Regions from separate parts of the Sus scrofa genome. Here region 1 is linked to region 2. The links are chromatin contacts, called in public HiChIP or PLAC-seq maps. All regions are on one chromosome and are shown on one strand. The core of a region is the stretch at or near the end of the contact, and the rest is flanking DNA. Distances in the headings are between cores, read along the strand shown. Region 1 overlaps SLC25A37 (mitoferrin-1). Region 2 holds the start of ENTPD4 (ectonucleoside triphosphate diphosphohydrolase 4).

Region 1 (6,346 bases), core at 3,304-5,803, 71 kb before region 2:
TGATTGTCTATACGAAGCCAAGATTCAAGGAAAAACCATTTTTAAGCACAATTACCCTGCAAGAGAGTGCTCCCATCTTTCACCCGTTCAGCTTTTAACCCTTTCACTGAGAACTCCTATCCCAACAGCACTCACTATGGCGTAACTTCAACCAGATCAAATCTTGGCTTCTCTCCCGACGGTTTCTTTGGGGAACAGCTCAGCATTGTCTAAAGACACTTTAAAGGCCCACACATGTCCTCCTTCAAAACACCCAGCAAACTGACTCAGTACCAAAGATGTCCTGTGCCTGGGGAATCCGCAGACACAGAAAGAGAGGGCTGGCCTTGGGGTCAGCCAGTTCTTGCCCGTGTCACCCAACTGGCCTTTTGGAGAAAACCAAACTCAGCTTTTTGAAGCTGCAAGATCCAGGAGCTTCTGTCTGAACCTGGACTAATATAGGCACCAGGAGGAAAATCCCCCAAAGCCCAGTTTCCGGCCTTTATCAGAATCACCGAGGGTTAATGCACAAGCCTGGGAACTGAACCTTCGGCTTGTATAGGAGGATCCACGGGAAAGAGAAGGGCTCAAAGGAAACAGCAGGGAAAACATGTCCAGTTATTCAGCAGCCTTTATTTATTTATTTTGGTCTTTTTAGGGCTGCACCTCAGCATACGGAGGTTCCTAGGCTGGGGGTCCAATCGGAGCTGAAGCTGCCGGCCTTAACCCATGGAGCAAAGTCAGGGATCGAACCTGCATCTTCTTGGATGCTAGTCGGGTTCACTAACCACTAGCCACGATGGGAACTCCTTAGCGGCCTTTAAAAAGCGACAAGGAATGAGACAGGAACCTGAGTGTCGAGCACAGGTCCCTGTATCGGGCTCCAGATCAACCCTGTCCTTTGGACAGCACAGTGGTCACCTAGACTGTTTGTCATGTCTCCCTACACACTGTGACCTAGGCTGGTAAAGGTCACTCTGGCAAACCCCAAACCTGGACAAGTCACGTGACGGCATTTAATTTTTAGCTACTTACTTGGCTGCTGTTCCAGCTGGCATTTGCCACTCAAGCGGCCCATCAATTATGAGCCAATTACGAGCAGAAATGCCTTCGACATGACAGCTTCCCTCCCTCCCTTCGTGTCTTCACCCTCCTCTGGGCTTCAGCTCTGCAGGGAAAGTCCCCACCCAGGGAGGCGGCTCAGCTACCCTAGAAGCCACCAGGCAGTCACTTGGCGGACAAACAGGGAATGAAAGTGTCAGCACACGAGGGGGCAGAGAAGAAGAAATTTCAGAATGGGGGGGGCAGGTCCCACCTGGAGGCCCCAGTGTGACCCCAAACCGCAAAAACTCTCTCAGCTGATTCTGTGGTCAGAAGGCTCAGAGAAGGACCCCAAAATGAGCATATCAGGGGAGGGTAGAGGTGTCTGACAATGGCTGGGCACCTTGGGGACAGGCCGCGACGTTCTAGGGGACAGAATCATACAGCTCTGTTCTAACATCTCCATCTCCTTCAGCCTGGATATTATAATAATATTGGGGTATTATTTCTTCAAGGGGCCCTTTCCTGACCTCTCCCAAAGAGGTTCCGTTTCCATGAGGACAGGCTCATCACCCCTTCCAAGAAGGATTCCTCAATAGTTTTGTCCCTGGGGGACAGGGTTCTTCTGTGGGGAGAGACCTTGGACGTGTCAAGCCTCCCAGCCCCAGCCGCACCCCCGCCCCGTGCCTGGCACACGTGGTCATACCCATATGCTCCCACTCCTCAGTCATGCCATGAAATCCAGGAGATGAAGCTGCACTTTTTCAAATGCCTTTTAACCCTTTCCTCGGTAGACAGGGTTCTATGAATCAGGCTCCCATAAGCTGACATTTAGCAAAGAAGTGTGGAAACAGAGGCTAAGGAAAGAAACGGGCTTGGTTCTCTGGTCAATGACACACCCCAGGTTGGCCCTTCCACCCTCTCACTCAGGTACATGCGCTGTTGTCTTCTTTCCTGTAGAAAGGCTTCCCTCCCATTTCTCAGCTCAGGCGTCTCCGATCAGCTCATCAGCCAACTGCTCGCTCCTTTAATCCAGGCTGGAGACAGGGTCGAGACACTCATGGGACAGCCTCTATTCCAGGGGAGCGGAGTAGCCCACTGCAAGGCAGAGGCAGTGCCCAGCGTATTCCCAGCAAGCCTGGCCAGCGAGCTTCCTGCAGCTACAAGCGCCCACCCTCCACCTTCCACAGTGACTGCCAGGCCCAAGGCAAAGCAAGGTGCCGGCAAGACCCTCCATATCGGCAGCATGAGGAAAGGAGAATCGGGGACCCCAAGACAAAAGCATGTGTGTCCTATTTCCTTCCCCCTCTTGCTTTTCTGTGTCAGTGGCCGTGAGCAACCAAGGCAGAGACAGGGGAGACCAAGCTGGGAAAGAGCATCGGCCAATAAAGAGACAGGCTGCAGGAGGATGAACCACCTTCCCTAGTCCCCAGCCCCAACTGCCTGCCACTCAAAGAGGCAGACTCACCTGGAAAGTCCAAGTGATACTGTGAAACCTATAAAGTGATAACCTTGCGGAGATGAATGGGGCCCTCACGCCCTGAAGGTGGCCTTAATCACTGGCCTTAATCACAGAGGCCATACGCAGCCCCTCTCACGGCTGGTCCTGCATCATCAATTTTAAATGCATTTCTGAGCATGCCGGGAGTGTAATTGGCTCTTCCTCATTAGCCAGCTCAAGAGATGGCAGCAGACGGCCACCTTGGTCTTTATCCAACAGATGGGAGACTCTGTGTAAGGAGAGAGGTTAAGTCCCCAAGGCCACGCAGCTGCGGCAAATCCTGCAGTGGCTGGAACCAGAGCCTGTATTTTCCATTCCAGTGAGCTAACCTTACCCCTTTAACAGGATCCCAGCTTGATAATAAATACCACAACCTAGCACCTGCGTAGAGCTTTATACTTTTTAAATGGTATAAAGGTTTGTTCACTGCAAACCTGGCTGTATTTTCTTACCAGACGTATTAAGTAGACTTGAAAGGGAGGCCAAGACAGGCATTGTTGTTCTCCCTTATTTAAGAAAAGAAAACTGCAGCCCTGGAAGACCAAGGAACTATGACGTAGTGCTCTTCCCAAGAGGCCATTTCTAGGCTGTGTTCTGGAAAGGACTCCTCAGGCCAATCCAAATTCAGATTAGCATTGTGAGTCCAACTTTGACTCACGGCTGAAATGAGAATGTGCCATAGCAGCTGCAGTTTGCTCCAGAGAGAGAAGCCAGACAGTACCAAAAATATCCTCTGGCAACAACCATTTGTCATCATCTCCTTACCCTACCTACTGGAGTAGTTGGCCAAGGAACTCCTACCTATACGTTAGAGCCCCGAGTCCCATGCCACATCTTGATTTCCTGCTGGCGCTCCCTTCTCTCCAGTTTCTCCCTCCCAAGAATGCAGCTAGGGCCCCATCATGTCCTCTCAGAACACTCAAGGGCTCTACTGTCACTAACATCTGAGTCTGCACCCAGCACCTCACTCACCTCCTCCCACCTGATTCCTTTCCTCGACTCTCCCCCTTCAGCTCTGATACAGCAGAAAGAGGCCGGAGTCCCAGGGCAGATTACTGTTCTGAAGTTCAACTTTCTCAGCTATGAAATGAGAAATTGCACATGCCTTTTCCCATCTTTAAAGGAGAGTTAATAGGACCGAATGACAGAAGAATATAGGTTGAAACAAAACAAAAATATCATCATATACAATTACAACAGCAACATACAAGCATAACCAGGTATTCAAGTAATAACACTTTCAGAAATAATAATAGGAGCTAATTTTATGTGAGTGCTTACCAGGTGCCTGATACAATTCTTAACACTCTAGGTGTAGGTATATCATAAGTAATTCTCACAGCAACATGGTGTGGTGCATACTCTTTTATCCCCATTTCACAGATGAGAAGACTAAGGCACAGAGAGGTTTCAGGAACTTGTCCAGGTGCCAGCCCAGGCAGTCTAACCCCAGAGCCTGTGCTGTTAACCTGAACGGCTCTACTTAATCATTGAGCATATTGCTTCTGATATGATCTGTCATTAGCTGGGCATGTCAAGGTTTACAAAAGCCGCCCACAAACGTGATCCCTCCCACTTGAGCTTCTCAACAGTCCAGTCAAGTAGGAAGCCAATGATGTCAGTCTTGGCAACTAGTAATAATAGTCTATTAGACAAGGAGACACCAACCCAGAGAAATAACTGACCCAAGGTTTCAAAACGGGTTAACGGCAGGACTGGGACTTAAATTTGTGAGGCCTGCACCCTTTCTAGGGCATCAACACCAACAGAAGCCTGGTGCGTGCACACACACACACACACACACACACACACACACACACCCCCTCCCTAGCCCCTGTCATGGCAGCCTCTACCTTTACGGCAGTGCCAGAGAACAAAGGCTGTCGTTACAATGAGAGATCCATCAGGGGCTTTTGCCACCAGACCTCAGGGTCTTTCCGAGTCTCTCGCAGGAGGTGCGGGATGCATCTGGAGGCTGGTGACCCCAGAGGACACCCTCTGAGTGACACAAAGCTGCAGTCCCCCATCCTGACCCACAGTGGCCAGACGTTTCCTAAACCTGTTATGCAACTCTTGCTTCAACCAAGCTTCTGCTGGGATTTCACTCTATTTCAACATGTTTTGTTTTCTCTTTGGAGAGAAAAGCACAAATGTGAAACCCTAACACCTCTTGGTGACCAGACAACGGTCCTTCCCGGCGGTCTGGGATTACCGGTAGGTGGGGGAGAGGTTCTCAAAGACACCTTCTGTGAGCCAATTTCAGCTTCCAGAATGACTAACAAGCACAGGGGTGAGGAATAGGAAGGGGTGGGGGGAGCAGGGGCAGAGCAACTGAGGGCCACTGTCTTCAGCCTGGGAAGGAGCCAATTCAAGAGTACCCGGCAAAGATGCCCTGGGAACACGCCCCAGCCCTTCAACATGGCAGCCTGCGCCCTCCAGAGGCCACACACCCCATTCAAAAGTAAACAAGAAGCAGAGCCATTCTTCTCTTCAAAGGGAGCAGGTCCTGTCACCTAAGTTCAGGGTCTAATTATAGGGAGCAGGCTCTGGGAAGAGGGGCCAGGATTATTTTGGTTGCCTGGTCTAGGGAGGGCGCTCAGTAAGTGCGGAATGAATGAAGTGGGTGGCCAGATGAATTAATAGCCGCAGCGGGATGGAGCTGGGGCTTGTGGGTCCTACCACCCAAAGAAGGGACAAACGAAAGGGCTGAGAAAGTCTGTCTGTAGCCAGGACATGTGAGGGATTCCAAACAATGTTAAACAAAACAAAATAAAAACCAGCACTTGTTTAACAGCAGGTTTTAAAGCAGCCCCCCCCACCACCACCACACACACACATCACTTTGAAACAACTTCATTCATTCAACCAAGAGTCATAAAAAACCTTTACATGTCTCTGGTGGGTAAGTCAGAGGGGAAGAGGGTCTGGGTGCCTGCAGCCCGCTGCTCGAGGTCCAGGTTTTATTCTGAAGACAACAGGGACAAGCGAGGGGAGGGCCAGGCAGGGAGACGCCACCAGATGTGAACTGAGATCATGGGCTGCCCCTCAGCCCCCTCCAACCTCTCACAGGCTCTGCTTCACCGTGGAGAACAGGCTGCATTTTCCATTCCAATCAGCTAACCTTTTACCCTTTAACACGATCCCAGTTTGATAATAAATATCACAACCTGGCACCTAAAGAGAGCTTTATGCAGTTTAAGTGTTCACTACAAACCTGGCTACATTTTCTTCTAAGATGCAATATTTCGCTCTGAAAGGTAGGCAGAGTGAGTACTGTTACTGTTCCCTATTAAAGGAAAAAAAAACTGCTGGAGGGCTGAGGTGGGAGTGAGCAGGACCAGCTAGGAAGGATTTGCGGGAATTCATTCAACAAATACATCTACTGTGTGCTGGGTACGGTTTCTGGCAATGGGAACACACCAGAGAACAAAAAAGAAAAAAACTCTTGCCCACTGGGAGCTGACATTCAAATGAGGGGAAACAGACCATGAACAATGTAAATTTTATATTTACACACACACACACCCCGGGTTGGCCAAAAAAGAAAAAAAAATATTTTTTATCTTATATATACTATATATTATATATTATTTTATATATTATATATTATTTTATGTAATATGTATAATAATATATATTACACACACCACACACACACACACACACTTTTTTTCTTTTTGGGCCAACCTGGGGCATATGGAGTTCCCAGGTCAGGGGATCAGATCTGAACTGCAGCTGTGACCTACACCACAGCTGCAGTAATGCCAGATCCTTTAACTCACTGTGCTGGGCTGGGGATTGAACCTGCGTCCTGGCACTGCAGAG
Region 2 (6,342 bases), core at 427-2,926:
AAAGTATTGCCTCCTATTAGCTTAGTTTTTTATTTCTCCTGTTAATAAGGGAGGATAAATCAGTAGCTCACTCTGACAGGTGTGTTTCTGCTCCCATCAGAGCCCCTTTGCTATTTCCACTGCTTGCAGCACTTCTTCATATAGACTCAGACTTCCTTTTTCTTCTAGATAATTCCTACTCATCTTATGGGTGTGACCTAAAACATCACTTCCTCAAAAAAAGCCTTCTGTGGTAAACAAGACTGGGCTGTACTCTCAGGTACAGACTCTCTCACCCTGGGTTGAATAGCATCCCCCCTGCCCCCAAAACTCATGTCCACTGGAACCTGTGAATGTGACATTGTTTGGAACTACCATCTTTGTAAAGGTAATCATGTTAAGAAAAATCCTACTGGTTTGGTGGGGGAGGGGTGGCACTAAATCCAATACGCCTGCTGTCTTTTTAAGAAGAGGGGCATTTGGACACAGACATACAGGAGAGCATTTTGTAACAACAGCGCCAGAGACTAGGGTAATGCATCTACAAACCAAGAAATGTTGAAGATTGCCCACAATGACCGGAAGCTGAGATGAAGCAAGGAAGCATCCTCCCCTAGACAATTGAGAGAGAACACAGCCCCACCAACACCTTGATTTCAGACTTCTGGCCTCCAGAACTGTGAAAAAATAATTTTCTGTCATTTTAAGCTACCCAATTTAGGGTCATTTGTTATAGCTGTTCTAGGAAACGTACACCATGCTACATGTTGTCATATTTTCTCTACACTTCTTTTCTTAGCTCTGATCAGATATTCATTACTTACGAATTATAAGGAAATATTGATGGTGTGATAATACTAGTCTGGCATTTTAGGGGAGCTCTCCTTCAGAGAGAGACTATCATAGTACAAAGCAGTATCTCTAATGGTAAGGACTTTGAAAGGCATACAATTATGAAGGGGCCTGGTCCTAAAATCACAGCATGAAGGTGCCCATGTATCTCTGGGCAGCAGTGTACTCGTTAAAAAGAGAGAGGGGAGAAGAAAAGGATAAAAAGCCATGGTTCTCGAAGTCTCTTCCAGCTCAGTGATTACAGGGCATTTTATTGTTGTGGTTGTTAAGCCAGAGAGTGAGGTTGTGAGCTAAGTACCAGGTCGTGGGGTCAATCTCAGGAACTGGTGCTGTCCATTTTACTATCTCTTCTCATAACTTTTCGTGTGTTGGGGGTGCTCTGTCTAACTCAGAATAGGCTCTGATATATGCAACTTTTGGCAAGGACGAAATCTTGATTCTTACTAATTATGGTGGACTTTGAGAATGTCAGTGAATGAGTGTGAGATTTCGTTTCCCACTTGTAAATTAGGGATAGCTACTGGCAACGCTGTAAAAAAAAAAACAAGAGTTGAGCAAAAATGCCGTTTCCTAGGTTTTCAAGTGCTGTTTTCCATAATCCTAAGAAGCACAAAGGAAAGATGAACTGCGATGTTATAGCACTTTGCGGCTCGCTAACAACCACACAGGCCAGGACGCGTGGTAACCCAGCCACAGCATTCGCTACTTCTGTGATGCAACTTTCACTTTTGGCACTCTCGGAGCCCAGCTGCGCGCTCTGGGTTCTGCCAACAGCCAGGCTCTCGGCTGCCAGTCACCGCGGCGGCAGGCCCCGCCCACGGCGCAGGCCCCGCCCCTAGACGTGCGCGCTCCCGGCGCGAGCGGTGACGCGACGCGAGTGGGGGCCGAGCGGCGGTGGGGCTCTCGGAAAGGAGCCGAGCTTCTGGGAAGCCGCCCCCGGGAAGCCGCGTCCGCGTTGCCGGCGCTGCCTCGCTGCGGTGGCGGTGATGCGCTCCGCCGGTGGATACCCGCTGCCGGGAGCCGAGACCGACAAGTCGGACGCTGCCAAGCAGGTGAGGCTGCCTTTCCGGCGCACGCGGACGGGGAGGGTGGGCTGCTGAAGCGTCCGGCCGGCGCGGGGACTGTTGGAGCGGGGCCCGGCCGGGCGGCGAGGCCGCGGACTAGCAGCTCTGCCCCGGGGGTCCTCCCCACCGCCCCTGCTGCGCGGCGGCCGTCAGCGCCCGTGACCTGGGGCGGCAGGTGCTGTCCCCCGGCCTCTGGCGGGAGATACCTGGCAGTCGTGCTGTCGCACCCTCTCCGGTGACCGAGCTGGATTTTCCCTCTCTGACACGTAGTGAGCGCGGATCTGGCCCGCACTGGGGAGGGACCTGGCTGGGGAGAGGATGCTGCCCCGAGGACCTCGCGGTTTCTGCCTGCCACCTTGTCGTGACATTTACAAATCAGCATCATTTTTCGCTTTGCTCTGCTTTTACTGCGTTTCATGGTTTAGATTTCTCTAAAATCTCAATCTAATTAGCTCCATTGAAACAATAGAGCTAATTGAGCGATAAAGTGATGGTAAGAGCAGTGTTTCTCAAACTTGAGTAATACGTGGACACCTCTTAAAGGGACAGTTCGCTTTTTCTCTGGAATTTGTCTCAGAACCCACAGGGGTTCTCAGATCCTAGTTAGATGAACACAGGTTTAGAGCATTTTGGAGAACATTTATCACTATTAGGAAAGAAAAGGAATGCTTTACAATTCAGAAACTTCCATGCTAGAGAATAAACTAGGTTGTTAATTCTAATTTAGAGATTCTGCTTTGTGTAATGAAAATAACTAATTTTCCAGCCTTGGAGAGGCCTAAAAGAATTAAATTCTTTGTATTATCTTCCATTTGATGTTATTATGTCTTTGTATCAGGTCTCTTCGTGCTGTTTGACACATCAGCAGAATTATAAAATGGAATATTAATTTGTTTAAGTAGTTTAATTGTTTATTTCTGTATTTACCTGCCCATTGATTTATCACTTGTATTCGTCGCATATTGAACCTATGGCTAACGTTCTTCCAGGCCTAAAAGGAATGCATGCTCTCAACCCTTGTGTATACATGTAGTCTGGAAAGAAAAAACAAAAGGAAAGTTGATCTACGTATTTATATTCTGCACATACTTATTCAGAATATTTATTTAAAATAGACTACACATGAGTAAAGGGCAGATTAAGAGTGTGGGAAAACATCAGGAAGTATAACAAGCTAAATCTTGGCAAAGAAAAATATTGACCTGGGCTTTGAAAGAAGTATAATATTGTGAGCAGAACATGGGACTGAGTGGCAAGAGACTTAAGTAAAGGCCCAGGGCAAGAATGAGAATAGCTTGATTGCAGGCGGAGGAGAGACCTGCCTAACTACAGCAGAGAGATGCTATCTGGGGCTGAGGGGAGAACAGGTTAGTGAGATAAGATGGAACCATTTGATGGATGGAAGCTCTCAGATGCCACACAGGGAAGTTAATGTTGATCTGTAGGCTCTAGATGGTTCTTGAGGTGGTCATATTTTGAAGTACTTCAGGGCATTTTGTTGTGGTGGTCGTTAAGCTAGAGTGGGGCTGTGAGTAGGTAATGTTTTACAAAGAGATGTTTCCAAAGAATGGTGTGCACGGTAGAAGGCAGAGGGGAGTGACCAACCTAGAAAACCTGTCTTGAGGTAATGGTACCTGCTCTGGTCATTTTAGATGTGTAGAATAATTAAGGAAGAATTGACAGGACCTGATGAATGACATGAAGTATCAACACACAGATAATTGGGACTCAAAGATAATGAGGACATTAAGATAATTAAGAACCAGGTGACCCCAGGAGTTCCTGTTATGGCGCTGCAGAAATGAATCCAACTAGGATCCATGAGGATTCGGGTTCCATCCCTGGCTTTGCTCAGTAAGTAGGTCGGGGATCCTGCATTGCCGTGAACTGTGGTGTAGGTCAAAGACATGGCTCAGATCCCTTGTAGCTATGGCTGTGGTATAGGCCGGCAGCTACAGCTCCAATTCTACCCCTAGCCTGGGAACCTCCGTGTGCTGTGGGTGCGGCCCTAAAAAGAAAAAAAAAGAAGAACCAGGTGACCCCATTCCGTGGTGGTTCCCCTCTTAGTCCTGGGGAATTTAGGAAGTGGTATTAGTTTGTGTTAAATGTTTGTGAGCCTAAACGGAGACTAATTGAGTTTTTGGTAATAGGGTAAGCTCAGGATGTGGAACTGAAACTTGAGGAAAGTCAGAGTTGCAGGTCTGGAAAACTACAGAGGTAATGCAGGAAAAGTGTGACCAGAAAGGGATCAAAATGGGGACTCAAAGTTTGCAAATGAACAGTGAGAGGTAGGGAAAAGGTTTAATTAGAACTTGCTATTGAAAAATGAAAGTAAATTTTTAAAAATAAGTAGTAAAGGAGTTCCCACTGTGGCTTAGCGGGTTAAGGATCCATCATGGTCTCTGAGGATGCAGGTTCTATCCCTGGCTCAGTGAGTTAAGGATCTGCTGTTGTCCCTGTCACAAGCTGTGGCATAGGTCCCAGATGTGGCCCAGAGCCAGTGTTGCTGTGACTGTGGCATAGGCCTGCAGCTTTAGCTCTGATTCCACCCTTGCCTAGCCCAGGAGCTTCCATATGCTGCAGGTGCGCCCATTAAAAAAAAAAAATAGTGAAGAAATTGTAGCTCATAAATGCAACTACATGCATTCTTTTTTTTTTTTTCTCTATTTTTTTTCAAATTGAAGTATAATTGACCTACAACACTGTGTTAGTTCCAGGTGCAAAACATAGTGATTTGATAATCCTGTACATTTCGAAAAGATCACCACCGTAAGTGTAGTCAGCATACAAACTTATTAAAACATTACTGACTATATTTTCCAGCATATATTTCATCCCTGTAACTCATTTATTTTGAAACTGGAATTTTGTACCTTTTCATCTTCCCCACCTATTATTTCATTCATCCTCCTTATCCCTCTGTCAGCCACCAGCTTATTGATGAGTCTCTTTCTGTCTTATTATGTTTGTTTGTTAGATTCTACATATTAGTGAAATCATACAGTACTTGTCAGACTTATTCCACTTAGTGTAATGCCCTCCAGGTCCACCCATGTTGTCACAAATGGCAAGATTCCATTCTTTTTGTGGCTGAGTAATATTCCATTGTATACGTATAATCAGAATTCTTTGATCCATCTGTTGATGGGCACTTAGGTTGCTTCCATGTCTTAGCTGTTGCAAATCCTGCTATGAACATAGGGATGCACGGATCTCTTCAAATTAGTGTTTTTGTTTCCTTCGGAAAAATATCCAGAAATGGAATTGCTAAATCACATGGTAGTTCCTTTTGTAATTTTTTGAGGAACCTCCATCCTTTTTTCCTCAGTGGCTGCACCACTTTACATTCCCACCAGCAAAGCTCGAGGCTCCTCCTGCTCCACATCCTCACCAACACTTGTTACCAAGCCTTCTTCTTAACAAACAAATCAAGCCATTTCGATGTACTTTTCCCACCTCTAAGTGTCACGGAGCATCATTCTTCGTTGAAGCACCCTTCGTGCCATCTTACCTGTTCCTCTCAGAGGTCTAGCTCTTCACAGTCTCATTTGTCTGTGATTTTGTTTGGCTGGGATTTCAGAATTTTCTAATGTCCACATCCTTGCATCCTGAATTTGTCACCATAGGAGCCATTTCACTTTGCACTTGACTTGCACTGTTTTCATGTTTTCCTAGGGACTGTCAGTGAGAGTGTGACTGACAAAGACCTTGATTCAGGACCCAGTGGACCTAAAGAATGTTCAGCTAAGGGAGCCCACCAGATGAAGTTGTGAGAGTTAATGCATCTCTCTGGTGATAGGTCAATTTAGGCCTTTTAAAAACAGGCAATTTTAGGGAGTTCCCGTTGTGGTTCAGTGCTCAACAAGCCCAGCTAGTATCCATGAGGACTCGGGTTCGATCCCTAGCCTTGCTTAGTGAGTTAAGGATCCAGCATTGCCATGAGCTGGGGTGTAGGTCACAGATACGGCTCAGATCTGGTGTTGCTGAGGTTCTTGGCACAGGCTGGCAGCTACAGCTCTAATTCGACCCCTAGCCTAGGAACCTCCATGCCGTGGGTGTGGCCCTAAAAAAAACCAGGCAATTTTACATAATTAATATTGCTAAGAGTTTGCCTCCCTAAACTCTGGTGCTGAGATTCTTAGCTGCAAATGCAATTGGAGTTTACTTTTTTTTTTTTTTTTTTTTTGTCTTTTTGTCTTTTTGCCATTTCTTGGGCCACTCCCGAGGCATATGGAGGTTCCCAGGCTAGGGGTTGAATCGGAGCCATAGCCGCTGGCCTACGCCAGAGCCGTAGCAACGTGGTATCCGAGCCGCCTCTGCGACCTACACCACAGCTCATGGCAACGCCAGATCCTTAACCTACTGAGCAAGGCCCGGCTTCGAACCTGCAACCTCATGGTTCCTGGTCAGATTCGTTAACCAGTGAGCCACGATGGGAACTCCTGGA

The links. HiChIP or PLAC-seq counts read pairs in DNA pulled down with a chosen protein or histone mark.
Region 1: an H3K27ac HiChIP or PLAC-seq map of alveolar macrophages shows a contact between it and region 2. The contact joins the enhancer-like site here to the promoter of ENTPD4 in region 2. A contact is called at or near these places in 1 of 5 promoter capture datasets (liver), 6 of 47 Hi-C or Micro-C datasets (blood, embryonic fibroblasts, heart right ventricle and 3 more) and 2 of 2 datasets of contacts at active chromatin or transcription factors (alveolar macrophages and skeletal muscle).

Annotation. Positions count from the first base shown.
Region 1 is chr14:7,673,603-7,679,948 of Sscrofa11.1, reverse strand. All of the region lies in intron 1 of SLC25A37 (mitoferrin-1), which reads right to left. Among named protein-coding and RNA genes, the nearest start is that of SLC25A37, 12 kb to the right of the region's middle. Within about 2 kb of position 4,553, at least 8 of the 83 cell types and tissues checked have an H3K27ac peak or open chromatin away from gene starts, as enhancers often do. A contact at or near this core is called in alveolar macrophages, liver and retroperitoneal adipose tissue, where this site is marked.
Region 2 is chr14:7,599,798-7,606,139 of Sscrofa11.1, reverse strand. It overlaps ENTPD4 (ectonucleoside triphosphate diphosphohydrolase 4), which reads left to right and starts at 1,676. Exons shown (of 15, transcript XM_021072268.1): 1 at 1,676-1,883.